3 separate regions of the Mus musculus genome follow, and all the other regions are linked to region 2. A link is a contact called in public HiChIP or PLAC-seq and promoter capture Hi-C data. All regions are on one chromosome and are shown on one strand. The core of a region is the stretch at or near the end of the contact, and the rest is flanking DNA. Distances in the headings are between cores, read along the strand shown.

What was found. Promoter capture Hi-C pulls out the DNA fragments that hold promoters and counts their contacts. HiChIP or PLAC-seq counts read pairs in DNA pulled down with a chosen protein or histone mark.
Region 1: a contact with region 2 is called in an H3K27ac HiChIP or PLAC-seq map of regulatory T cells, with 10 times the contacts expected there. The contact joins the promoter of Otos here to the promoter of Ilkap in region 2. A contact is called at or near these places in 3 of 39 promoter capture datasets (hippocampal neurons, liver and pre-B cells), 6 of 115 datasets of contacts at active chromatin or transcription factors (astrocytes, double positive thymocytes, embryonic forebrain and 3 more) and 2 of 9 other capture datasets (embryonic stem cells and liver).
Region 3: a promoter capture Hi-C map of embryonic stem cells shows a contact between it and region 2, with 4 times the contacts expected there. The contact joins the promoter of Gpc1 here to the promoter of Ilkap in region 2. A contact is called at or near these places in 3 of 39 promoter capture datasets (embryonic stem cells, hippocampal neurons and liver), 2 of 484 Hi-C or Micro-C datasets (CD4 T cells and embryonic stem cells) and 1 of 9 other capture datasets (embryonic stem cells).

The regions. Positions count from the first base shown.
Region 1 is chr1:92,646,193-92,650,560 of GRCm38.p6, forward strand. It overlaps Otos (otospiralin), which reads right to left and starts at 2,649. Exons shown (of 5, transcript NM_153114.2): 1 at 2,559-2,649.
Region 2 is chr1:91,397,214-91,401,339 of GRCm38.p6, forward strand. It overlaps Ilkap (integrin-linked kinase-associated serine/threonine phosphatase 2C), which reads right to left and starts at 1,610. Exons shown (of 12, transcript NM_023343.3): 1 at 1,438-1,610. The coding sequence starts at 1,492.
Region 3 is chr1:92,829,509-92,833,713 of GRCm38.p6, forward strand. Gpc1 (glypican 1) reads left to right here and starts at 2,137. Exons shown (of 9, transcript NM_016696.5): 1 at 2,137-2,589. The coding sequence starts at 2,424. It overlaps Gm29481 (a long non-coding RNA gene), which reads right to left. Exons shown (of 3, transcript XR_003947946.1): 1 at 3,187-4,205.

The DNA.
Region 1 (4,368 bases), core at 1,399-3,898, 1.3 Mb after region 2:
CAGACCTCTGTGGTTATCCCTTGATAGAACCTGTGCCCACCTGTCAGAGGAAGTGTAGCCCCATGGACCCGCCCCTGGGTCTCAACACCCTGTTGGTGCAGAGCCTAAGTCCAGGTTGATGATCTCCATTGTGCCCTGTGAGGTCCCAGCACCCTGCTGGATACAGGCCCGAGGTCCAGGGTAAGAGTCTCCATTGTTTCTCAATCCCCCCAGAACTCTCAAAGATTCTGGTACCCTGTTCTGAAGTTGTGTGGCCCAGGGTCCCTTCAAGTCCCCTTCCTTCTCCAGGTAACAGCCTAAATCTAACCAGAGACCCAGAGCTGGCGTATGATCCAGTAGCATTGAGGTGCAGCCATGGAGGAGAAAGCCTCTGGCTTTCATTTCCAACCCCCTGGCCCCTGTGCTACAAGAGGTGTGGTGCTTTAGGGCAGCTGTGCCAGGGTCCTTGAACCACCTCCAGTTATAGGATTCATGAGGACATACGACCCTGGTTTACAGCACAGCCGTGCTCACAGCCCTGATTTATAGCACAGACCAAGAGGATCTGGCGAAGAGAAAGGCTCTAGTCAGAGCACAAAGGAGCAGACACCCTGAGCCTGCGCATCTGGCCATAGAGGGCTGCCAGGGTGAGGCAATCAACTGTCCACCTGATGAGCCCCTATCTGAAGGCTACCATGGAAAGACACCTGTGGAAGAAGCACGGCATGAAAGAAACCATGCAGACTGGTTTGAGACTGCTTACCTAATATAAGAATTTGCCAACCAGCAGCCGTGAGCCCGGGAGAGGAAACTATGGGTATTCATTTGCTTTCTCCTCCCTTTGTGGGTGTGTACTTTCCTTCATTTATTATTTTATGTAAGAAAGCTTTAAATAAAAACAGCCCCACCATCAGCAACTCTCTGTTACTTACCCTGGCTTATAGTGGTCAGTTGATCTCCCAGGTCCTGATCTCCCAGGTCCTCCAAACCTCCTGGGACACACGTTCTTTCCTGCACCACATCTCCACCCCTACACACTTCCTCTCTGCCTGGATCCTTCAGACACCTTATCTCATTGGCCTGGACAGAGACACCCCCTGCCCCCGCCCACCCAGAACACATCTCCTTTGCACCTCACCCATCTGTCTCCCTGTTCTCCTGCAGACCACTCTGCCTTCAAGAGGGACCATTAAAATGGCTGAACAGGTAGAAGTGCTTGCTGCTAAACCGAGTTCGATCCCCACATCTCACATGCTGGAAGGAGAGAACGAACTCCCACAAGTTGTTCTCTGACCTACACATACACACCTGGAACACACTGCAAACACATACACAATAAGTAAATGTCATTTTTTTTAATGGTAAATGCCTTCCCCAGGGCCCTTGCATTCCTACATTTGATGGGAATCCCAAAACACTGGATTCCATCCTTTAATAATTGCTAGGATTCCTTCTAAAATTCAATGCTTGAGGGCAGGGAAGAGTTCGAATTCTCAAAAGCTCCCAAAGGTCGGGCCCAGGAACAATACCATATAGGATGGGCAAACTTGAAACCTGCCCAGTGACTGCTCAGAAGCCTGCATGATATCCAGTGCATAATATCCCGCCCCACACAGAAACTCGGAGGGAACCTCCAAGGTCTTAACAGTCTGTCTGCTTGGATTCAAGAGATGCTTAGATGTATAAGGCCACTCTGCTGGACAGAGGCCCCTTGTTATCTCCCGTGGCAGTCAGCTTGAAAAGGACCCTGTGGTAACGAACGCCAGGATTGGGAATGAGTCAGAGGTATCTGGCGCCCCCTGCTGTCCATCCATGGACACCACATCTGACTAATAATTACTCCTTGAGCCTCGCAGATGCCCCTGCCTGTACTCTGAAATGCTAGCGCAACCCAAATTCATTCTCCTAGAAGGCAGAGCCCAGAGTAGCTTACCATCATCCATTGAGCTGTCCCAACATGGACACAGGCAGGTGCTCATAATTTAAAGTCTCAAGGCCACAGTTCATCGTGCCAGTGTGTTTTCCTGCATTCTTCTCTGCCACGGAATGGTCCGCCTGTGTTTTGCACTGTTCATACATCCCCGAGCCCCGCAAAGCCTCGGAAGTGGCTTATAACTGATCCTAGAGTCACTTCCTGTTTCCTGGACCGTGGCCAGCATAAGTACTGGGGTGTAGGGGGTGATGGCTCACAGTCTGCCTTCTCCTCACATCTCCCAGACTGACATCTGCCCTAAGTCCTCCGTCCCAGATGGCAGCATTGCCCTCCCGCTTGTGCCTGCAGAGTACCCGGGTGTCCCAGGGACTGAGCAGTACCTCACTGACAGGGCTGGAGTCTTCTGGCTGGATTCAAACCCAAGGAGAGTGGCGTCATGTGACCACACAGAGCTGGGATTCAGAGGTTCTAGAAGTCATGCTGCCCCTTGTCCCTCTAAACATGCCCTGGTAGACACATTTCCTTTGGGAAGTGCCATCCCTGCTCCTACAAAGGAGGGGGGCGCAGACTTCTAATGTCACCCATGTTTGTCCTCAAACACACACATCCCTATCGGACTTTTAAAGAGCTTAACTAAACATGTTACCTTGGACATGAAAAGGGAGAATTCTGGGAGCGTGTTGAGCTGACTTGGCAAAGCCTGTCAAGGTGGAAGTCCCTCCACGCCACCACAGCTGATGCGGGTGTGGCAGCTTTAACAGGAAATCTAGAAGGGCCTGGGGTGAGACAGCCGGTCCCAGGCTGCTTGGAGAACAGGCTCAGAGCTTGGAGTGGAATGTTTCTGAGATGGCCTCCAGGGGGCGCCATGCTCACAGGCTCCTGTGCAGCTGGCCCACAGGACAGGGTTTGTGTTCTGGAATAATCAAAGTCTCCTTCCATGTCATAAGACTGACCGCATACGGATCTGAAGCTGAAATGTGAAAGCATGTGATCACCTTCTTTTAAAATACCTCGTTCTTTTCCTGAACTGACCATAGACTCTCTGAAAAGGTCCCAGGTCAACCCCGGCGAGTACCCCTTCAGAAACCACGAAGAATTGACCTGGATTGGGATGAGATGGGGTTGGGGGGTCCTAGGGACTCCAGTGTGGCTGAAAGAAATACAGGACGCATGGTTACATTTGAATTTCAAGCGACCAGCTTTTCTAGCGGAAGTTTCATGTCTCAAACATCTCCAGGGATCTGTCCCCCAACCCACCCACCCCCAAATATTCACTTTAGGTGAAACACTCATCTTCCCAACACCATATGCACACACAGGTGTGTACACACTTACAATGTGCACAGACAAGCAGGTGTCTATTGCTGTCATCCCATAGAGTATGGGAAGAGGCGGGCTGCTTTGGAGGCTGAGCCTGGGATCAGAAGGCAGGAGCAAGATAGGTGTGGCGCTACCTGAGGCCACCATCTGGAATCAATACTGCACCCCCAATACGCACAGAGAGCATCTGGGTTCCTGGGGGCTAATGGATCCAGAAACCAGCCCAGGCAGAACTGAAAGATCTTGCTGAGGCCAAGGATCCAGGGATTGCTATAGGCCCTGCCCTGACTGCAGGAAGCTCCACTGGTGGCTTCTCGGTGACATAAAGGGTTAACTGAACCACTGAGCCAGGCATCTCACTGGGAAGTTGCCTGGTTCACCACAGCTGCCTCCCTGAGAGGTGGAGTACATACCCTTCCCAGCAAGGAATATTTAGCTTGTGGTCATTTGCGACCCCCAACAGAAGGATGGGTCTCACATGGCCCATGGTTTTTTGTTTGTTTGTTTGTTTGTTTTTTCTCACAGGATTCTTTGTCATCTGCATTTCTCTGCATCATGGGAAAAGATTCCCAGGAACCCAGGAAGGGCTGGTGTTGACCCTGGGCTGTGAAGGATGTCATCTGAGCTTTTCCCACAAGGGCTTCACCACGTCGGACATGCTGACACAAGCCGAAGGATCTGCCTTGGACTCCAGTCAGGGGACAGGATACCAGAGACACAGGTCAGCAGCAACAGGAGTGACATCAATCCAGTGCCATACAGGCCCATTTACTTAGAAGAAGCCCTTGGGCAGACGTGACTCTCTCACCTCAGACCACTGCAGAGTTCTGATCTCTGCTCGCCGTAACACAGCCTTTCCCCCAGTTCCTTTGAACTGAAAGTGACTTGTCTGTCATGTTTCTAATACCACAGGGAGGGTTAAATGTTATGTCTCTAGGACTTGATATCGTAGGCTACAGAGCTCCCAGAACCAGCCAGGCCCTGTGGCATGGGCTAGAGGGGTGCAGGGAAGGACCCGCTAGCTCAGTTTCCAGCCTAGGAGGAACGTAAATGGGTTATCCTGTTTCTGGGAGAATGTTTTTCTGTCAGCAGAGGTGGTGTGGATGATGGGTTATCACCCAGTTCGAGTGCCCCGA
Region 2 (4,126 bases), core at 360-2,859:
GGTCAGTATGCAATTTAGTCTTATTCTTATGACTACATAACAACCAACACCATTTACTAAAGCAAAGTATGGTGTCGGAACATGGTCTGAGAATGGAGTCCTGTGAGGAGAATTCTAAGTGCCTGTGAGAAAACAAGACAAGAGTCTTGTGACCTCAGTTTCTTCAAAACACATAATTATTCTTGGAATGTGTTTTTGTGTCTCCCCCACCCCCTGTAGTGGATAGGAGTGAGTTTATTTCAGATTACTCAATATGTTTGGGGGGGAGAGGGGGAGAGAGGGAGGGAGGGAAGGGGCATGGGGAACGCATGTATCTGCTAAGTCCCAAGTTGAGTTTAAGGTTTTAGGTCATGTCAAGAGAGCCTTGACCACGGAGAAGACCCAAAATAACTTTGGATAAAAAGCAATAGGGACTACTAATGATGACAGATTTCTAGGCACATCTGGCAATCCAAACTCTGGTCCGAGCACATTCAGACACAGGTTATACTCCAGTGACAGATGCAAGGCTGCCTGTATGAGGCCAGCTTTACTCACAACTGTAACGGTGGTTATCTTCAAAAAGCATGGCTGAATCAAACTCAGTCTCAAGGCCTAGTTACTTAGAAGCTTCTGTACCATCAGAGTGGTTGGTGGGGGTACGTAACGGTGCCACTACCAGGAACAACTGCAAAAAGAGGACACTACAAAGCATCTCAGGAGTCTGGAGGTGCGCAGGTTAAAAACCAAAGCACAGGTGTGAAGAGGACAGGTCAATACCTTCTCATAACCCCAAGCTCCAGCATTCTTCCATGCTAGCCCGTCCCGCTCTGCCAAGCTGGAGATCTGAGCCCTCCCACTTTTGAACATTGTTTCCTTGCCTAGAATCTCTGGAAACCATCAGCCGAAGCCCTCGCTAAAGGCCGCCTCCTTCCCAGGTCTTTCTCACTAGTCTTCGGGTACCGTTACTCCGGACGCTTGGCGTTTCCCACGGTTTTTAACCTATGCCTCTGCGATCAGAACTGAACTCTCTGAAGGCAAAGGCTGGGTCCTCTTCACCTTCCTATTCCGTGCCAAAGACCTTCCCAAAACGTGGGCTGCAGACGCCACCCCCCATCCCCGGCCTCGGTTATCTAGCCGTAGCGCCCTGCATTGGCTGTGCAGGCGCCCCGCACCAAGGGGCTGGAAGTCGGAAACTTGTTAAGTTCTCGGGGTTTCCAGGACGCAAACAGGCCCGGGACCAGGACATTCCGCTGGGAGTCTTGCTGTAGCCAAATTAAAGCCAGAGTGCCCCGACCCTTCGGCGCGGGACTTCGTGCGTGTGCCACGCGAGGCCTGGACAGGGACCGCGCGGTCGCTGCGGCCTCGGGAGCCACAGGCCGAGACTGAGGCGGCGGTGGCGCGAAGATGGCGGAGGCAGCGCATCCCGGCGCCGCCCTTTTCCCCCGCGCCGCTTACCGGCAGATGGCCGCGGCGCGCGCTCGGGCTCCGGCAGGTCCCCGAAGAGGTCCATGGCGGCGGGGCAGTGGAGCGGAGGCTCCGCGCTACCCTGGGCGGCGGCGGCGGCGGCGGCGCCGTCACTCACCGCGGGAGACCCTGCCAATCGCGCGCCGCCCAGCCGCCGCCCCAGAGTGCTACGCGCGGGGGCGGGGCGGGGGTGGGCTGCGCAAGCGCACGGGCGCTCTTGGCCTGGGCATTAGGTCCCGTGATAAATTGTTATGGCGTTTCCCCGGAAAGAAGGGAGGAGTGGCGCCGAGCCTGACATCCAGACAGGCTTTTGGCCGGAGAGGCGGGTCTGCACCTGTCCACTGTTCCCTGTGTGACCGAGCAGGCAAAGCACCTTCTGACCGCCCGGGAGCAGGATGGCGCCCAGCGGGGTCTCAGCTGTCCCACTGGGATAGAGACCAGAAAAAAACACCATCACTGGCCAAGCCACAAAAGTGACAAACATCCCTCATCTCAGCCACCAAATTTATGACGCTTTACCAATTACAAAGTTGTGTTGTGTATTTTCCCTGGTCTCAGAAAAGAGCCACTCATGGAATTAATTCCTCTTCCTACCATACAATCCACAAAGACTTCACTTCCTTAAAGGTACCCAAATTTATTGACTACACACCCCAATCCTACCAGCCCTTTCCAACACCACCTTACCTGTTTTTTTTGTTTGTTGTTGTTTTTGGTTTTTTTGCCAGTGTTGTGTGGACTTCTTGGTGCAGTAGGTAACAAGTCATTGCTTCCTTGCAAATGTAGACCAGATATTCTCTAGCTGCAATAGGTGGATCCACCCAGCTGACCTCCAAGCCACTGTTTGAAGTTTTTACTGCACTCAGACAGAACTGTCTCTTCCTTGACAGATGTAGGATTTTGAAATAACAGCACTTTGTCTTTTGTCCATATATCTCATACACTTCTCAGCCCATCCCAACTTGATATCACTATGTTTTTAAAGCAGCTCTTGCTAAGTGTCTTAGGGTTTCCATTGCTGTGAACAGACTCCATGACCTAGGAAACTCTTATAAAAGACAACAATTGGGGCTAGCTTACAGGTTTAGAGATACAGTCCTTTATCATCATGGCAGGAAGCATGGCAGCATTCAAGTAGGCACGGCGTTGGAGGACCTGAGAGTTCTACATTTTCATCCAAAGGAAGCCAGGAGCAGACTTTCCTCAGGCAGGTAGGAGGAGGGTCTTGAAGCCCACCCCTAAAGTGACACACTTCCACCAATTAGATCACACCTCTTCCAACAAGGCCACACCTCCTAATAGTGCCACTCTGAGGGCCAAGCATATTCAAATCACCACACTAAACTTGATTTCCCACTCCTGCAAATAGACTCGTCGGCCACCATTCCACATGAATTCTGGCAGTGTTTGCCATGTGGCCTGTCTTTCCCTCATATGTATGGACATCTCTAATCATTACTCCATCTCTACCTGGTTTACAGCTCAACTTCTGGCTGCTAAATAAAATCTTTTGTGGAGACAAGAACTTGCTCAGTAGGCCAGGCTGGACTTGAACTCACAATGCCTCTACCTCCCCAGTGCTAGGACTATATATAAATCTCTGTCACCACCCCTGGCAATTGGAATTCTGACCTGACCCTAAGTTCTCTTCTGTTCTCTTTCCCTTCATAATCTCCATGCACACCAGGCTTGAACTGCTGCACCTTTGGACATGACTCGTTAATTTTCCTACCACCAATAGATCTCTGGGTTCCACTAAGTGCCAAGAACGGGTTATGGGTAATCACAGTACCTCAACTCCCTGACAGATTTCATTTTCTCTCCTACAAATCTTTTCCTTAGTCTGTTGCTTGACTTAAGATACTTGGGCAGAAAGCATGGCAATAGGAGTATGTGATAGGGGAGGGTCTTCAGTTCATGATGTATAGGAAACAGAGTGGAAGGACATCAGAAAGGGACCAGGATAACATAATCCAAAATGACAAGTTCTCAGTCACCTACTTTCTTCAGTATCCACTTCCCACCATCCTACCACCTGCCAACAATCTATTAAAATGTTAAACCTGCCAATGAGTTAAAACTTTCACTAGGTCAGAATCTTGTGATCTAATTGTTTCAGAAAGCACACACTCTCCTGCCCTCCCCCAACTATGCATTTTACTAATTCTGTAGACATCTGTTAATCCAGTCAAGTTGCCAGGCAATGGCCGGCGTCACAATGCCCGTGTGCAGACACTGGTGTGGACTTAAGTTTTCTGCTTCTTTGACTAGACGAGAAGAGTATGTTTGTTTGGTTATATAATGAAAGCATATTTAGTTTTGGAAGAAATTATCAGTGTGTTCCAATGTGGTTGTTCCATTTTACCTTCCCACCCATCCTGGGAGTGCCTGCTCTTTGTATCTGTGCCAGCATGCCAGCATGCCAACATTTGTTCTCAGTCCTCTGGAGTTTAACCATTCTAACATGTGTGTGGTTAAACTTTGAAGTCAAATTCTAATTACAGACAAGTGCATGAATCATAAAGCTAAATGACTTTCATAAACCACACATAGCCATATAACAAAGATCCAGAATAAAAGATTCTGTGCAGTCTACACACACACAAAGCAGGCATGACCTCCTGAGGAGGTTGCCGTTAGCCCTCGGCCCTGGAATTTGCCTGGACTTGAACTGCATGAG
Region 3 (4,205 bases), core at 887-3,386, 1.4 Mb after region 2:
ATGTGGATGCTATGCTGTGACCCGGGCTGCTCATGCAGCTGGTGAAAGGTAGACACTCACCACTGAATCTCAGGTTTATTTCCTTTCAGTCAAGGTTGAGGCAGGTAAGTTAGCTCAGGTGTCACCTAACTAGGTACACTCTCTGACAGCTTTCTGCTACTTTTCGTAAAGTGTCCTGATCAGTAAAAGTGAGAAGAGAAACTTGGCCTTGGCATGACAAACACATCTAAGGGCCCCTTCTTGGGAGCACTAAGGCCGCTTCCATCCCAGGTTTGAGACCCCAGAAGGGAGGGGAGGCTGCTGGGGACCTGCCAGTCCTTACATGCTCCCCTCAGGCTTCCTTAGTCAGCCCCTGGGCTGCTCGCATACATGGTTCCTCAAGATTATGGAGACTCCAGTATGGAGAGGAGCACCACTTTGGAGCACTATCTTGGCTGCCAGTAGTATGACCTGTGGGAAAGTGCTATGCTGTTCTTTTGCAGGTACAGTGATAAAGATTTCCCTAGAAAAGACAGCCAACCTATACAGCATCATAGCAAAGGCCATAGCCTAAAGACCTGCCATTTTGGGGTCCAGAAATGGCTCAGACACTGAGCCTACCCCAAGGAACTATCTAGGCTGGTCAACTTACAAAGAGGCATTCAGTGGTGATGGCATGTTGAGAGGCCAGAACACATGGGGAGCACAGAAAGCAAGTAGGAGCCCTGGCCATTGCAAGTCCTCTATTAAAAGTGACAGGGATCCAAGCTGTCCTGGCCAGGACATGCAGTGGACAGGGGTCCGTGAGTCAGGAGCAGTGTTACAGTAGAGGGATGTGAGGATATCTGCTCCGATAGATTGGTTTTCCATTGTTACTCTCAAGCAATGACTGCAGAGATTAATTGGATCACTTTCCTAGGAGTTAGGACAGGAAACCCACCCCCTAAGGTGGACAGAACCCCTGACGGGAGGACATCCTGAGGCATGGGTGATTGGGGGTTTTGCCACAAACCTGCAAAGCCCTGATTCAGCTGAATCCAAGAGCGCTGCACTCTATTGACACATAGTGGTAATCTATGACTCTCAACCATAAACCACATCTCGCTTTCTTCCCATTCCCAGATTAGGTATCTAGATTCAGTCTAACCTCAGCTATGATGGCCTCTTCATAGGATAAAGGGAACAGCAGGAGGGATAGTGCTGCCCGGCAGCAGCTAAGCAAGAAACTCCAGACCCAGCACCATCACCAGCTCCCAGGTAGGTCCCAGGTAGGGTCCCTTCTCCCCACAATCATCCCTGCAGCTGCGTGACAGTTGGTGGTCTGCCACACCTGGCCTGGAGTTGAGCTGCCCAACATTAACTCCTCGCTCTATTCCTTTTGCCAGAGGTCACCTACCACGCTGCACCCAAGCCTACAGACCTGCCTCTGCCCCATTGCTCTAGCACCTAAATAGTCACGAAGAGGGACCGTAACAGTCGCTGGCAATCTGCATCAACTGAAGTCATCTGAGCTGATGAAGGCTAGTTTTTTTTTTTTTTTTTTTGGCCAGTTTTCAGCCCCCTCATCCTCCTCCAAAACACGTCAGACGAGAACTGGAGCCGCTCAGGGGCGGCTAGAAAGGGCGTATGGATGTAGGAGTTGTTGCTGGGGGGTGGGGGGCAGCAGGTGAGTAGGGAAGTGACCGGACCAGGACTGAGTAGTAGAAGCGCTAAGAGAGCAAGCCGGTAAGGTGAAGGATGGAAAGGAGCAAAGAGATGCCGAATTCGGCTGGGGGCGGGGAAGCTCCTGATTGGCCAGCGGAGGACGTGATGTCACGTCCGGCGAGGGAAGCCCTGCCTCAGCTGCCCCCCCCCCCCGCCCTGCCCCCGCCCCCACAGGTGGTGCCGCCGCCCTGGGTGCTGGGCTGGGGGGGACACCTTAGGGGACCCCGGACTCGGCCTTTGCACTCCAGGCTCTCCCCGCCGCCTCCCATCTCACCCAGGCAACGGAGCACATCGCCTGGGCTGAGAGAACATTCCCTCCTCTCCCTCCGGAGAGCGAAGGGGCGCCCGGTGCGCCCCGATCGTGCCCCGCCTCGCCCCGCCCCGCCCCGCCCGGGCGCTCCCCTCTTCCCGCCCGCGCTCCCCGCCCCTCCCTGCCCCTCTCCGCGGCCGCCGTGGGGCCGGGCGGGCGGCGGGGGAGGCGCCGAGCCGGGGCTGCGCGTTCGCCCGCCGCGCTCTAGGCGGCCCGACTGAGCGGCCGGACCTCGCGCCTCGCGCCTAGCTCCCCGCGCCGCAGCCGCAGCCGGCTTTTGTTGTCTCCGCCTCCTCGACTGCCACCGCCTCTGGACCACGAGCGTCGCGCGCTGGGACCTTGGCTCTGCCCTTCGCGCACACTGGGCTGAGCGGGCCGGCCGGGACCGAGGGAGGCGCGCACCGGCGGCCAGGGAGCCTCGGGCCCCGCCATGGAACTCCGGACCCGAGGCTGGTGGCTGCTGTGCGCGGCCGCCGCGCTGGTCGTCTGCGCCCGCGGGGACCCCGCCAGCAAGAGCCGGAGCTGCAGCGAAGTCCGCCAGATCTACGGGGCTAAGGGCTTTAGCCTGAGCGATGTGCCTCAGGCAGAGATCTCGGGTGAGTAAGGGCGCTGCGTCCGGGGGCACCGGACCCTAGCACTCGGGAGGTCTGATCTGGGCCCCTACCCGCGCCGCAGCTAGCCCCGGGCGCCAGAACCCGCCGCCTGGACTTGGAGTGGCCTCCTGCTCCTCAACTGGTCTATACCCCACGGCCCTCGCCCCCGAGCTCCGATCCGCTCTGTTGCTGCCCAGTTCCCAGCCACTACGCTCTAGAGTCCCTTCCCCATAGCAATCTGCGCTCCCTTTGGGTTAGGGTTGTTGCTGGGCGTCTTTGGTCCCCGGCTTGGCCCACTGTGCTGGCGGGGCAGCAATCCCAGCTCCGGGACAGCGTGCCTGCCGCCCTTGCGGCGAAGCAAGCGGTAGCTCTGGGACGGTCTATTGGGTCGCATATCCCGGTTGCAGTGGGCTAGGAACTTCTCTATGCGGATCTCTCCCAGAGGCGTCAAGGGTTCTGCTTAGGAATTTACGCGGATCCACAGCAGGAGCCGCCTAGGTGGGATTTATGGGGGAGATCCTACACTTCAAGCCTGGGTTCTAAGGAAATGTGAGCCCGCTGCGCGATTCAGGGGACCCCAGGGCTCGAGGGGATTCCTACCTAGGAACTTGTGCCCGCCAGCGCCCCTATCCTAGCACACTCGTGGTCTGACCGGGCGCTCCGGGCCGCCTGGAGCTGCGAGCCCAGCTGCAGGTGGTCGGCGTCTTGGATCCCGCCCAGGGGCCTTGTCATCTCTTTGTAAGAAGAGCGGCCCTCCTGGCGGCGGCCTCGGCCCTGCAGCTGCTGAGAGCAGCCCTTCCCCTCCCTTCCCTTCCCTGCTGCCTCAGGAGCTCTGGGAACCGAATCTTTATGAGCTTGGAGTGCCTATGCAATGTCCCAAGGACCTCCCAAGCCCCAGGCTTTGCTCTTAAATGTGTGGGGAGCTTTCCTGGATAAGTGTAACACCAGGGCCTTGGTGAGCAGGGAATTCCTGCTGTGGGATTCTTCTGAAACTGAGGGGGCTTGCAGACTAGAGACCAAACTCAACTGGTGTCGTAGGCACTCTGAATGAGGAAAGTAAGAGTATTGCCCAGAGGGGTGGCCTGTGGCCCCAACTTGCTTGGGAATGGCAGTAGATAGCCAGCCATGGAGAACCCTGTTTCTGGGGAGAGACAGAACCCACAAGACACATTGTGTGGCCTGAGTCTCTTGACTATCTCCCTCTCAAATGCCCTCAGAACAGGCCTTTCTATGCCTCTCTCTACATACAGCCCTGCCATTGCCAAAGCCACCTCCTACAGTTCTCTGGGCACTGTCACCCGGTGCCTGGCAGCAGCAGGTATAGTTTGGTTGGTACCCTGCTCACTCTACCCACCTCCAAACACACAGAAATAGGAACATATACCCTGACATCCTTGTGTATCTCTTATCCCTGCCAGACGTACCCTGCTCCGCACACATACCAGCCTGAGGCCTTCCAGCCTACATCTTACCTTGGCATGGATATGCCACCCATCTTAATGCCTTCTTGGAGACCTTCTTGAGCTTGTACCCACCCACAGCTACTGTGCCCGAGTAGGCAGGGACTGGCAATGTAGGCAGTGACAAGGGCAGTGAGAGGGCAAAATAAAGAAGCAGAG